Linked DNA regions of Ctenopharyngodon idella: region 1 is linked to region 2. Evidence: chromatin contacts called from public Hi-C data. All regions are on one chromosome and are shown on one strand. The core of a region is the stretch at or near the end of the contact, and the rest is flanking DNA. Distances in the headings are between cores, read along the strand shown. Region 1 holds the start of cep126 (centrosomal protein 126). Region 2 holds the start of nucb2b (nucleobindin 2b).

Region 1 (6,570 bases), core at 261-2,760, 350 kb before region 2:
AAATCATGGGATAATTTTCATTTTTGGGTGAACTAACCCTTCAATACCTTAAATGTTCTGCCCTGTGACATGTAAATATCTGGTAGCACTTTATTTCGATGGTCCACTTTAGGCATTTTACTAAGGAACTTTGCAACTACATGTCAACTAACTCTCATTATTACAGTATTAGTAGACCGTCTGCTTAATATCTACTAACACTTTGTTTTGATGCTCCCAACAGACATTCTTCTGACTATAATTAGGCTACCTTCGCAACTACATGTCAATTTATTCTAACCCGAACCCTATAACCTAACAGTCTACTAATACCCTAATGAGAATTAGGTGACACGTAGTTGCAAGGTTACTTATAGTTAGTAGAATGTCTAAAGTGGACCATTAAAATAAAGTGTAACCAAATTTTTAAGTTTTAATTAAATTTTTTAGATACCATATTTATGCGTTTAAAGATTAATTTGGCATAACATTTGAAATGAAATCATAAAATAAAAAATTTGATTAAAAGAAAACAAAATGTTATAGCATCTAAAAGTATACTTTCCCCTTATAGACATGAAGATCTGGATGCTGAAAAACATTCATGTAAATTAGTCGATCTCCCAAATATATAATCACTCAAGGTTTTCTACACAGTAAGTCAAAGTAAAATCTGATTAATTTTGTGACACACTTACCTTCGTCTGCGATTAGTTTCCAGGGAAAGCTTGCGAGCCCGAGCTCGACAGTACCTCTGTTCTTGTACCAGCACCTCCCTTTCATTTTCAGTCTCTCCATGTAAACCTGATCTAATGTTCCTAATGTGATGCAAAGTCAAGGAAGGTATAATTTTAGAATAAAACATCATCTGATGATATGTACAGCACATAACAATGACAAAAGTAAACACAAACATATAACTAATATCTAAACATAATAGAATATGACATGAATGCTTATTAACACTATTAATATATATGAAAGCAAAAAATCCGGATCCTTGCCGATTGGTCAGCCATGGTGTCTATATGCACGATTAATATGAGATAACTATGAGAACAACCACCTTACATTTACGCTGGTAATTCACACAAGGAAAAGGATACGAGTAGTAAAGTGTGTCCTCCAGGACTGGCATCCCTAATATCAAGACGACAAGCTGATGACAGGTCTCAACACACCACAGTTCTCATCCATACAACAAAAGCTGCATCCTATTAATGTCGGAACGAGCACGCAATAACATAGCTGGCAAAACCAGAATTTATCTGCTTTGGTAAAATATTGGTGCTCTGAAGAATGAGAGTGAAGACTGGCCAGCCAGTGCGACAGCTAAATACAGCGCAAATTAACTGACTTTATAACTTCCTGTAGTTTGATACTTGATTCATCTAGACCCAGCCAGAGTGCATAACTATCTTGGCATTGTTTTAAATTAAAGCAGGCAGAGGTAAGAATTTATCGTCGTTCGCTACCGCTGAAACAGTTACGCCATGTCGGTAACCATCGACGCGCTTCCTTGACAACTGACACAAACTCGCGGTGGAGGCGTGGTCACGTGTATCACAAGCGACTGATCTCCAAGTGGACGCACTACACTGCTGCCACCTGCTGGATGTGAATATCCAACAGGTTTCGTCGGTAAGTGCCACATTTTGCATGCAAAAGGCAACATGAAGGGACGTTCGACTCATTTACGTGAATCGGTTCTCTCAAACAGTCCGTTTAAAAGAACCGGTTAAAAATTGAGATTCTTTGCGTCGTCACGCAATTACGTCATTGCGTAATCCTTGGTATTCCTGCGTGGCATGATAAAAATGTTTACCAAGCACATTATAATGTTTATTATAGTTTGTGTTTTTGTATTAATAATTGTTGAAAAGATCCCATTCAAAAGAACGATTCACGTGTTATTAAAGGGATAGTTCACACAAAAATGAAATGTATTCTGTCATCATTTACTCACTCTCAAGTTGTTCCAAACCTGTATGAATTGCTGAAGACAAAAGAAGATATTTTGAAGAATGTCGGCAACCCAACAGCTGATGAGCCCCATTGACTTCCATAGTATTTTTTTTCCCGTGCTATGGAAGTCAATGGGGTCCATCAACTGTTTGGTTACCCATATTCTTCAAAATATCTTCTTTTCTGTTCAGCAGAAGAAAGAAAATCAGGTTTGGAACAACTTGAGGGTGAGTAAATGATGACAGAATTGTCATTTTTGGATGAACTATAAGGTTTCCATCCGTTAGAGTCAGTTCAAACTCGTTCTTCTGTAGGCCTAATTGAAGATTTTTCTCACATTAACTGCTTTAGGTCACTTAACTGAAGTTGTGAATTGCAGGTCCACATCCTGCCTGTCACAGCCGTGGCAGAGTGTGAATTGAAGTGAAACTGCTGGGTTGAGATGTTAGGCTGCAAATGTAAGCAGCTGAGAAGCCGTGTCGACCTGTTCCGGCATGGTTCTTCCAACATGACACAACCTCTTTTAAACCACGGCCTCTCTAGCTGTCAAGGATCCGCACAGGACTGTAAGACGGTGCACTCGTATTTTTATGAATGGGAGAAAGTGCAACGCACAATATGGCGGAATAAGTCCCGCCTCCTAAATAAGAGCCAATTGCCGATTGGTAAAGTCATCGCATCACTGCTGCGGCCGTTAGAAGCTCCGGTTCCTATAGAAACAGTTAGACGCACATTTACTATAGAGACGCGCACTTAGGAGTGCGCATGCGCATTAGCTTGATCCAGCCTTAAAAAAATGCTGTTTTTTTGTCATGATTCGAGCGTTTAGAAACAAAATTTATGGGATAGTTGTTGTCAGATTTCATTGGTGATTTCAAATATGAAATTTAATCGAAAGTTAGGCGAAGAGCTTTGGAGAATTTGATGTTTCCCTATTTATTTGTCTTAAAGGGTCTTTGGTTATAGTCTGTCATTAGATTATGGCACATACTTTCAAGCCTATCTACAAATAAAGTATGGATAAATTTTGAATGGCTGCAAAGAGTAAAACAAAAGTTCCTCTGTAATATTTGATCTTACACTGGTGATCTTTTATCAGCCATATGCTTTGTTGCCACAGTTAAGCTGGTGTTTACAAGGGATCTGAAATGAATTAATATGACTTACACTGGCTCCCAGGTTCTTGTAGCTTCTATTTCCCTCTTGAACCCCTGTTTGTACTAAGCAAATAATAAACCCAGGCTAAGCATGTGGAGGACAAATGTAATCCAGATCTCTGTAATCCAGTTACTGTGAGACATCCTCTCTGATCCGGATTTACAGTCACAATGAAACACTGAGGGTGTGAAATGTATGCTGCCACAGAAGTGCTCTTCCACACCGCATAGGGATTAAAGCTGCTTATACAATCCTGATATTAACACACATTAACGCATTACAAACCTGGCAAAACCCCTTGAGAATATCGGCCCTCTTTCATCTTAAGGGACTGAACTGAGTCTGAAACTGAAGTAATGTTGTGTCATTTCCTCCAGCAGGAGACGTTAATGCACCATTAATGCCACTTAACTGATGGCTTTGTACCCGTTTCTGCTCTAGAGGGCGCTGTTGTCCCTTTTTTGTTCTAAAATCGTGGGTGGGTAAATGTGTGTGTATGTGTGGGAAAGAGAGTCTGTCTGGAGAGATGGGGGTCAGATATATTTTGCTAGTACAATTGTGTCGAACTGTCATCTGAGGAGGAAAGTGCTTCAGTAGTCTGACAGTGAAAGCCAGCTTTCCTCCCTTTTATTGTGGCCCTCAGGGTAACATGAGTGATCATTTCTCCCAGACGGGTGGCTGACGTGTCACAAAAAGTGTCTCACAAACTGCATCGTCTAGGATTGATTGGCCCTCTCTTTGTTCAGTAAAACACGACATAACCAGTTTTCGATTGGACTGTGTTTATAAAGGATGAATTTCTCCAGCGCTTGAAGTAGAAAAATAAAAGTGCTGTTGTGCCGAATTTCGACCCCCTGCCAAATTATTACCCCCCTTGTTGAAGTCGCTACCTGATTGCCTAATCTTAACCCCACCCCTAATCCTAACCCCTCCCCTACTCCTAAACCTACCAATACTAGGGGTGTAATAATCTGGCAGGGGGTCGAAATTCAGCACAACACCAGTACTCTCAATGCTCGGTTCAAAACGCACTGATTTTCTCCCCATTTTTGAGAAGGTATAATCTGGGAGTAAATAGTGGAGACTGGGGCTAGTTGTCACACTTTTCCCTTTATTTTTGAAAGCCAATTTCTGTAGAAGTCTTAGCTACAACAAAGCTATTGAACATTTCAACCTTTAATGTCCAGGAAGAAAAGAAAAAGATACAGCTGAACACATGTTGACCTTTAGTGACAACATGCCCCCAATATAGGGCATTTTGTTAGACTATATGAGGCAAGTTGTCACAATGGAAGACTTTTCAGCAAAATTGAAATAGTAAAACAATAATGGGGCACAAAATTAGCAAATTAATTGTTTTTTCAATGAGCCCTAGTCTCTAGAGTCTGGTTATTGAACAAAATAGACACATACAGTTAGTTAAAGTCAGCATGAAACGGAAGCTGCGATAGTCTTTTCTTCTCTATTGTGATATATATCCGAGTAAAATGGCATCTAGAACAAGAAATAATGTAGGGCGGGACTTTATTTTTTTTCCATGGGGAATTGATTGGATGGTTGTGGTTTGCTATTGGTGGATTTCATTTGAGTGACAGGTTGTCCTGCCTTCACGGCGAAAAACATTTATGATGCCAGTTGAATTAAAAAATAATATGCATGGATAAATAATTTATAATAAATACTGCAATATTCCATTAAAAAATAATAACTGTCCATTTTGATTTCATGGTAACTTTAATATTGGTGCAGTATACAAAATGTAAAGTCATCATCACTCATTAAAAAAGATCGTTCACCCAACTTTTGTCAGTATTTACTCACCGTCATACTGTTCCAAACCTGTATGACTTAATTTCTTCTGTGGAACACAAAAGAAAGTATTTTGAAAAATGTTTCTTGTCTATGTAATAAAAAACATTGGACCCCATCAACTTTCATTGTGCACACAAAAATTAAAAAAAAAATCAAAATACCTGTGTAAGCAAATGATAACATAACTTTAACTTTTGGGTGAACTATCCCTTTAAATCAATAGTAGTCTCTAAGGAATGATCATTATGACATTTCATGCAAAGCTCCAAACAGAAATTCTTTTCCCGTCTTCAGAATGAACATTTCCTCTTATAGGTTTGTTATTTAAAGTCTAATCTGATTGTGAGACAATACCATTACAAAACCTCATCTTTTATTTAGCCAATTACAGAAATGCGTTAGGTGAATAACTGCATGGTTGGTACACACTGTTTCACTGAAAGCAGAGTTGCCTTCTGGGCTTCAGCATATGATAATCTGATGAGGTGAAATAATGAGTCTCCTAGTGAAATTTCACTCAATGATATTGGTCAAAGCTTCAAAACTTCACATTGCCGTGAGGAAAACTTTCTGCATTTTGTACAGAGAGTAATGGTCTTATCTTTGAAAGCTTTCATTTATTAGCATTACAAAGTCATCAAATGAAGAAGCCTGGAGAGGCAGAATAATTAATGTAGAACCTGAAGGCCACACTCATCAGTACTTTATTAGGTACACCTTGTACCTAGTACCTCCTTTTGCCTTCAGAACTGCCTTAATTCTTTATGGAATAGATTCAGCAAGGTGCTGGAAACATTCCTAAGAGATTTTGGTCAACATTGTCATGATAACATCACAGTTGCTGCAGATTTGTTGGCTGCACATCCAAGATGCGAATCTCCCGTTCCACCACATTCCAAAGATGCTCTACTGGATTGAGATCTGGGGACTGTGGAGGCCATTTGAGTCTAGTGACATCACTAACCCTAAAATTTACATAAACCCTGCCCCCGAGAACACGCAACAAAGGGGGTGAGGCCATGTTTTGCTGCTTTAGAGAAGAGGAAGAGTTGTTATAGTAGAGTGTTGTTACCATGCCGTCATTTTACGCTGGACTGCTTCACATACGAGTATCAATTCAACGCTGGATTTGCACAACAGATTAACATGACGGCACATGCTAGTCAACGAGTTGAATCAACTCCACACCACATAAATTTATCCACTAACCAGAAACTTCCAGTTTCATTCTAAAAGTTGTAACTTCTTCCTGAGTCTCTCCATCAGTGTCCGACTCCGGTTTGAACAATGTAAGGCTGAACACCGTTACTGACAATCCTCATTTTGGCTGCGTGAGATTCTCCAGCTTTGTTGTTGTTGAGCAACCGAAGCGCGAGCTGTTAAAGCTCCGCCCTCTTCTTAAAGCGGCCAGGAGCAGCAGCTCATTTGCATTTAAAGGGACACACACAAAAACGGCGTGTTTTTGCTTACACCCAAATAGGGGCAAATTTGACGAGCTATAATAAATGATCTGTGGGGTATTTTGAGCTGAAACTTCAGACACATTCTGGAGACACCAGAGACTTATATTACAACTTATAAAAGGGGCATTATAGGTCCCCTTTAAGTTTATGTGTGATTGGCTGATTAGATATTTGCATTAACAAGCAGTTGAAC
Region 2 (6,509 bases), core at 135-2,634:
GAATTTAATAAGCAACTTTCCAACTAACCTACCAGGTCTTATTCTTTATAGCTGTTAGAAAGTTAGAAATGCTTAAGCTGGACAGCTGACTGCTCACAAAACAACTATAGAGGTTTAAGACAAAACGAGTAAGAACAAATGCCAAACACTCAGCAAGCTCAACCCAACAGAAGTAAACAACAACAACAACACAGCAACCATTGCTAAACAACATTAGACTGCAGCAAAGCAAAAGCAAACTTCAACAACCTGACAGCTACAGCAGTCTTCTTACAATGAAACATCCAACACAGTTTGGCAGTGGTATGATCACAGATACAAAGACATCAAAATGAATTGATTTGTTCATTAAAAAAGCAACTTAATCTCGTATATGTCTTTGTGTTCGGCACTGTTACATGAACAGTGACTCAAAAGCACTTGATGCCTGCTAAATGTTTAGGAAAGGGCTGTAGTATCCCATTGGTAGACTTTAAGTGCCATCTAATGGGTAGATATGGACATTACAAAGGGATAGAGAATATCTTTTTACTAAAATGTTTAAAAGCCAAGAATGTGTAGTCGATATTGTAAAGATATGATTTACAACTAACCCTACCACAATTATATTTACTACAAAGATACAACAGCAATCTATCTCTAATCTAAAATAATCTCTTTCTTTTTTTATCAAAATGTAATTATGAACGTCAAACAAAAATAAAAAATAAGGCTTCATTCCCTACTTCAAATGCCTACATTTCAAGGCATTCACCATGTGCATTATTGTCTAGTTTTTGGGAAATATACAGACATTTAACAGACTCAGAGAGGAAAGATAATGAGGGAATGGACAAAATGTCTGAGGAAAAATATTGAAAAGAAGGCCTTCAAATACTCAAGTGAGCAGGATTTTTTTAAATGGTATCAACTAACCGTCAAGTGTCATATTACTTGACACATAGAGATACAAACTGTAAAATAAAAAACAATTTTGAATTGTTTTATTTGAGCCCTATGAGCCCAATTAATTTCTGAGGTAAGTTACAAGTACGTTATGTTCCTAACTATTTGATTGTTTACGCTAAACCAAAGAGTGCCTGTGTATATTTGTTCCGTCTGTGATGTAGCATCATAACCCACCTTAACAAACACAACCAAGATAACAGTTGAGTCACAACAGTCGTTGTAATGGTTGTGTCGTTTTGCCAAAAGAAGCGTGAATGACACTCAGCTGCGTAAACGGTGGACTAGTGAACGCCACGTACCTCTTCTAACAAGTGTACTTGAAATGTTACCATGGAAATTTTTGACAGACAGATTACATGTCCAATAGCAGACCAGCGCTCAAAACTCAAAGGAAAAGCGCGACGGTTTCTCCAATCACGAGAGCGAGGGGCGTGGCTCTCTCGCAGAAGGCGGGGTTTACATTAAGGAACTGCGTTTAGGACACATCAGGTAAAACAAGCTGAAATTAATGAACTGTCAGGGCGGTTAGCTGAAGGCTTGATCCAGGCGAAGACAGCTACATTGAGTTTGCGAAAACTACTCTCAGGGGATCTTTTAGGGTAGGTGCTCACCTGTTGCGTCTTACAATGTCAGCTGCTGTATGCTGTTACCACTGATGCTTAAAGACATATGGTGGAGTAATATAGTTTTGTGGTCAAAGACATTAGTACCTAATGATTGCCGATATGATTTCAGTCTGAACACATAGTTTGGATTTATTTGCTCGTGATTATTGAAAATGATGTCTTGCCTGTTACAGGGAATGACAGGGCTTATCTTACACGTGCTAGTGACGTCACGCTGTGGTTGTAGGGAGTTGTTTGAAAACACACTTATAGCCGTAATGATAGTGATTTAGTGTGTATATAATTGTTCACTTTAGTAATGATGATTGGCCGTTAGTGATGACACCTGCTGTTAATGTGGGTGAGACTCATTTATTTATTTATGTCTGGAACATTAATACAAATTGAATTGTATTTTGTTATATTTGTTTTTGTACATGATACCATTGATTCTAAAAGTACAATTGCTTTTGTTTATACAACTAATTATTTTACTTGGAAAATATCATATTCATGTAAAGAAATGGGCTAAAGCTTAGCCAAATTGTGGACATTTTATAAAATAAATTAAACGATATGGTGCTACTTTACACAATATTATAAAAAAAAAAAAGGCTTATGTCATTTTAATTTGGTTGATTAATTGTTTTACAATTTTACAATATTTTTTCTTTGTTTATGCACGTTTTTTTTTTTGTATATTTTATATTTTTTATATTTTGATATTTGTTGTGAGATGTATATGTTTGTACTAATTTTGTACATAATTGCATAATAATAATAAAATATTATTTCTAATTTTTAATTTTATTTATATATAAATAAAATATAAAAATATAAAATATATATATAAAATTTTAAAAATATATATATTTTTATCTGTGTGTGTGTGTGTGTGTATGTATATGTATATATATATATATATATATATATATATATATATATATATATATATTATACTACCATTCAAAAGTTTATAAAAATGTTAAAAATATATATATTCTTATCTGTATATATATATATATATATATATATATATATATATATATATATATATAATTATACTACCATTCAAAAGTTTGGGATCTGTAAGATTTTTAATGTTTTTAAAAGAAGTTTCGTCTGCTCACCAAGACTGCATTTATTTAATTAAAAATACAGTAAAAACAGTAATATTGTGAAATCTTAATACAAATTGTATTGTGAATATATTTTACAATGCAATTTATTCCTGTGATCAAAGCTGAATTTTCAGCATCATTACTCCAGTCTTCAGTGTCACATGATCCTTCAGAAATCATTCTAATAGGCTGATTTGCTGCTCAAGAAACATTTATGATTATTATCAGTGTTGAAAACGGTTGTGTACTTTTTTTCAGGATCCCTTGATGAATAGAAAGTTCAATAGAACAGCATTTATCTGAAATACAAAGCTTTTCATTATACAAAAGTTTGGGGTCAGTAAGAATTTTTATTTTTATTTTTTTGAAAAGAAATTAAGGAAATTAATACTTTTATTCAGTATGTATGCATTAAATCAATTAAAAGTGACAGTAAAAACATTTATAATGTTACAAAAGATTATATTTCAAATAAACGCTGTTCTTTTGAACTTTCTATTCATCAAAGAATCCTGAAAAAATGTATATATTGTACACAAATATTTTGTACAATTGTACACAATAAATGTTTCTTGAGCAGTAAATCAGCGTATTAGAATGATTTCTGAAGGATCATGTGACACTGAAGACTGGAGTAATGATGCTGAACATTCAGTTATTTTAAATTGTATTAATATTTCACAATATTACTGTTTTTACTGTGTTTTTAATTAAATAAATGCAGCCTTGGTGAGCAGACGAAACTTCTTTAAAAACATTAAAAATCTTACAGATCCCAAACTTTTGAGTGGTAGTGTATATATTAATGTAAAAAATTCTGTATTTTTATCTATAGTTCTTGATAATTTGAGATATAATTTTATCATAAAATAATATACTAATAACTAACAATAAATAAAAAAATAATAATAACAATAAAGATAATTCATTCTACAATGTTATCAACATCAGAAATGACAGTGGTGATGTTCTTGTCTTTCACAGATGTGGGGACCGTCACACTGCTGTTTGATACTGTGTCTGTGGGCTGGTTTGGATGCACTGCCAGTTGCTGTAGATAAAACCAAAGTGAGCCCTTCAGTAGAGGAAATGCAGCCGCCTAAAAATGAAGTAAGTAATATGATTTATTACATTATTTATTATTATGACTTTATAAAGTTAACTTTATACTAGTATACAAGTCTTTATACCAATGTGAGACATTCAAGTCTAGTGTTAGAATGGGTGTGACGCTTCTCTCTGATATGCAGTTTGAAAACTTCAGACAGGTTTGGTAAGCATGCATTATATATAATGTGAGGAGTGTTCAACCTACACAGGCTGGCTTTATTGCTCAGTCCTTTTGCAAACATTCATTATCATGTAGATTTAAAAAGATTTAGTTCCCCTAGTCTCCTTTTTACTTCAATGTGTACATCTAATTTTAATTCATTTAGGACACTGGATTGCACTATGATCGATATCTCAGGGAGGTTATTGATTTCCTGGAAAAGGACCCACATTTCAGAGACAAACTTCATAACACAGACATGGAAGACATCAAGGTACTGCAGCACTTTATTTCCCAATTTTACTTTGCAGAGGTTAAATCAGATTATCTAAACACCTCTAATTCCTTATTTGGTGAAATCAGCAAGGGAAGCTGGCTAAAGAGTTGGACTTTGTCAGCCATCACGTGAGAACTAAACTTGATGAGCTGAAGAGGCAAGAAGTGAACAGACTGCGCACCCTAATCAAAGCCAAACAAGACATGACTGGAGATAAAGGTAGCACAAAGCACAACTGTTTTTGTTATTGCGTAGTAGCATATTGTGAAATGTCCTCCACCATCTCGTTTCTTTGTTTCATTTACGGCCGGCAGGCTCAGAGAGCACAGATATGGAAGGATAGTGTCTGAGAGTGTCATTCATCAAACTCTCCATATCACAGTTTACTTTATAAACCAGTAACTCTAGCCTGCTGCAAAGACAAGAAACATGAAAAATGAGATGCTTTCAATTTCCCTCAAGGTATGGCAATGGACCACCAAGTCCTTCTGAAACAGTTTGAGCATCTGAATCACATGAATCCACACACATTTGAGGTGGAAGACTTGGATCGCCTCATTAAATCGGTAGGGTCTAAATCTGACTTCCTGTTGGTTTCATTCTACACTCACTAATAAATGTTGTCACACATTTGTGCTTGGGGCATAAAAGTACATTTTTGGCAGGTGAAAATTTACTGGTTATAAATATTTACTACCAGATTATATATTTAAAAATAAAATATTTTCCCGAAGTCAAAGGGATTTTATTGATTTAGCTGTTTCTCCTTCCGTATTTGTGACAAAAAATGCAGGTAATTTATCGCAAACAGCATCATACGAGAAGAGCCAGTCTCTATCTCTCTGTGAAACTGCACTTGTCACAGAAATCTTTTAATATTATTCCTGTAGCTCAAACAGTACAGCATGATGCTAGCAACACCAAGCTTATGGGTTCGAATCTCATGGAATGCATAAACTGTATATAACATGTACACCCTGAATGCATTGTAAGTTGCTTTGGATATGAAAATGTACATTTTCACTTTGGTGGCTTAAAGGATTACTTTTCTTCAGAATTAAAATTTCCTGAAAGTTTACTCACCCCCATGTCATCCAAGATGTTTATGTCTTTCCTTCTTCAGTCGAAATGAAATTAAGGTTTTTGAGGAAAACATTCCAGGATTTTTCTCCATATAGTGGACTTCTACGGATCCAAATTGCAGTTTCAGTGCAGCTTCAAAGGACTCTACATGATCCCAGATGAGGGATAAGGGTCTTCTCTAGCGAAACGATCAGTCATTTTCTAAAAAAATAAAATAAAAATGTATATACTTTTTAACCACAAATGCTCGTCTTGCACTGCTCTGCAACGTGTCACACATTACGTAATCATGTTGGAAAGGTCACGCGTGACGTAGGAGGAAGTACCAATCCAGCGAACGTGCAAAGACCAGTCAAACACCCTTTACAAAAAAAGGTAAAACAACAATTTCTAATGATTTTGAAGTTGGAGGAGAAAAAGAGATGGGAGTTTTTCACCCTATCGCGGTACTTCCGCCTACGTCATGCGTGACCTTTCCAACGTGATAATGTAATTCGAGGCGCATCGCAGAGCAGTGCAAAACGAGAATTTGTGGTTAAATAGAATATACATTTTTATTTTTTTTAGAAAATGGTTGATCGTTTTACTAGATAAGACTCTTATTCCTGGTCTGGGATCATGTAGAGCTCTTTGAAGCTGCACTGAAACTGACATTTGGACCTTCAACCCGTTGAACCCCAGTGAAGTCCACTATATGGAGAAAAATCCTGGAATGTTTTCCTCAAAAACCATAATTTCTTTTTGACTGAAGAAAGACAGACATAAACATCTTGGATGACATGGGGGTGAGTAAATTATCAGGAAATTTTAATTCTGAAGTAAACTAATTTTTTAATGTGTCCAAGATTAATTTCTGATGATAAATAAAAAGGAAAAAGTTGTAAAGAAGACTTGTAACAAGACTCTTTTGATGTCTGAATTGCGCACATCACTTCTTCAGCTAGGGTCAGGCAATAATTCTTACATTTCAGCTCCAATCATACAATGTTACAGGTGCTAATAAAGTTACTAGTCAAGTAGCAAGTTTTATTTGCCAAGTGCAATTCAAATGCCGATTTTGGATGGAGATTTACACAGTGAGCTGTTGGTCTCCACATCACACGTTTACATGTTCCTTTCTACTTGTTTCCTTTTTTTGTTAAGGCCACTAATGACCTGGAAAACTTTGACAAGGACCGACACGAAGAGTTCAAGAAGTACGAGAT

What was found. Hi-C and Micro-C count contacts between places; a contact is called where the count stands out from the background.
Region 1: a Hi-C map of muscle shows a contact between it and region 2, with 7 times the contacts expected there. The contact joins the promoter of cep126 here to the promoter of nucb2b in region 2. A contact is called at or near these places in 2 of 2 Hi-C or Micro-C datasets (both in muscle).

What each region holds. Positions count from the first base shown.
Region 1 is chr18:18,500,091-18,506,660 of HZGC01, reverse strand. cep126 (centrosomal protein 126) reads right to left here and starts at 1,510. Exons shown (of 12, transcript XM_051871320.1): 1 at 1,086-1,510; 2 at 678-797. The coding sequence starts at 1,117.
Region 2 is chr18:18,148,112-18,154,620 of HZGC01, reverse strand. It overlaps nucb2b (nucleobindin 2b), which reads left to right and starts at 1,384. Exons shown (of 13, transcript XM_051871329.1): 1 at 1,384-1,547; 2 at 3,659-3,784; 3 at 4,111-4,218; 4 at 4,308-4,440; 5 at 4,684-4,787; 6 at 6,448-6,509. The coding sequence starts at 3,659.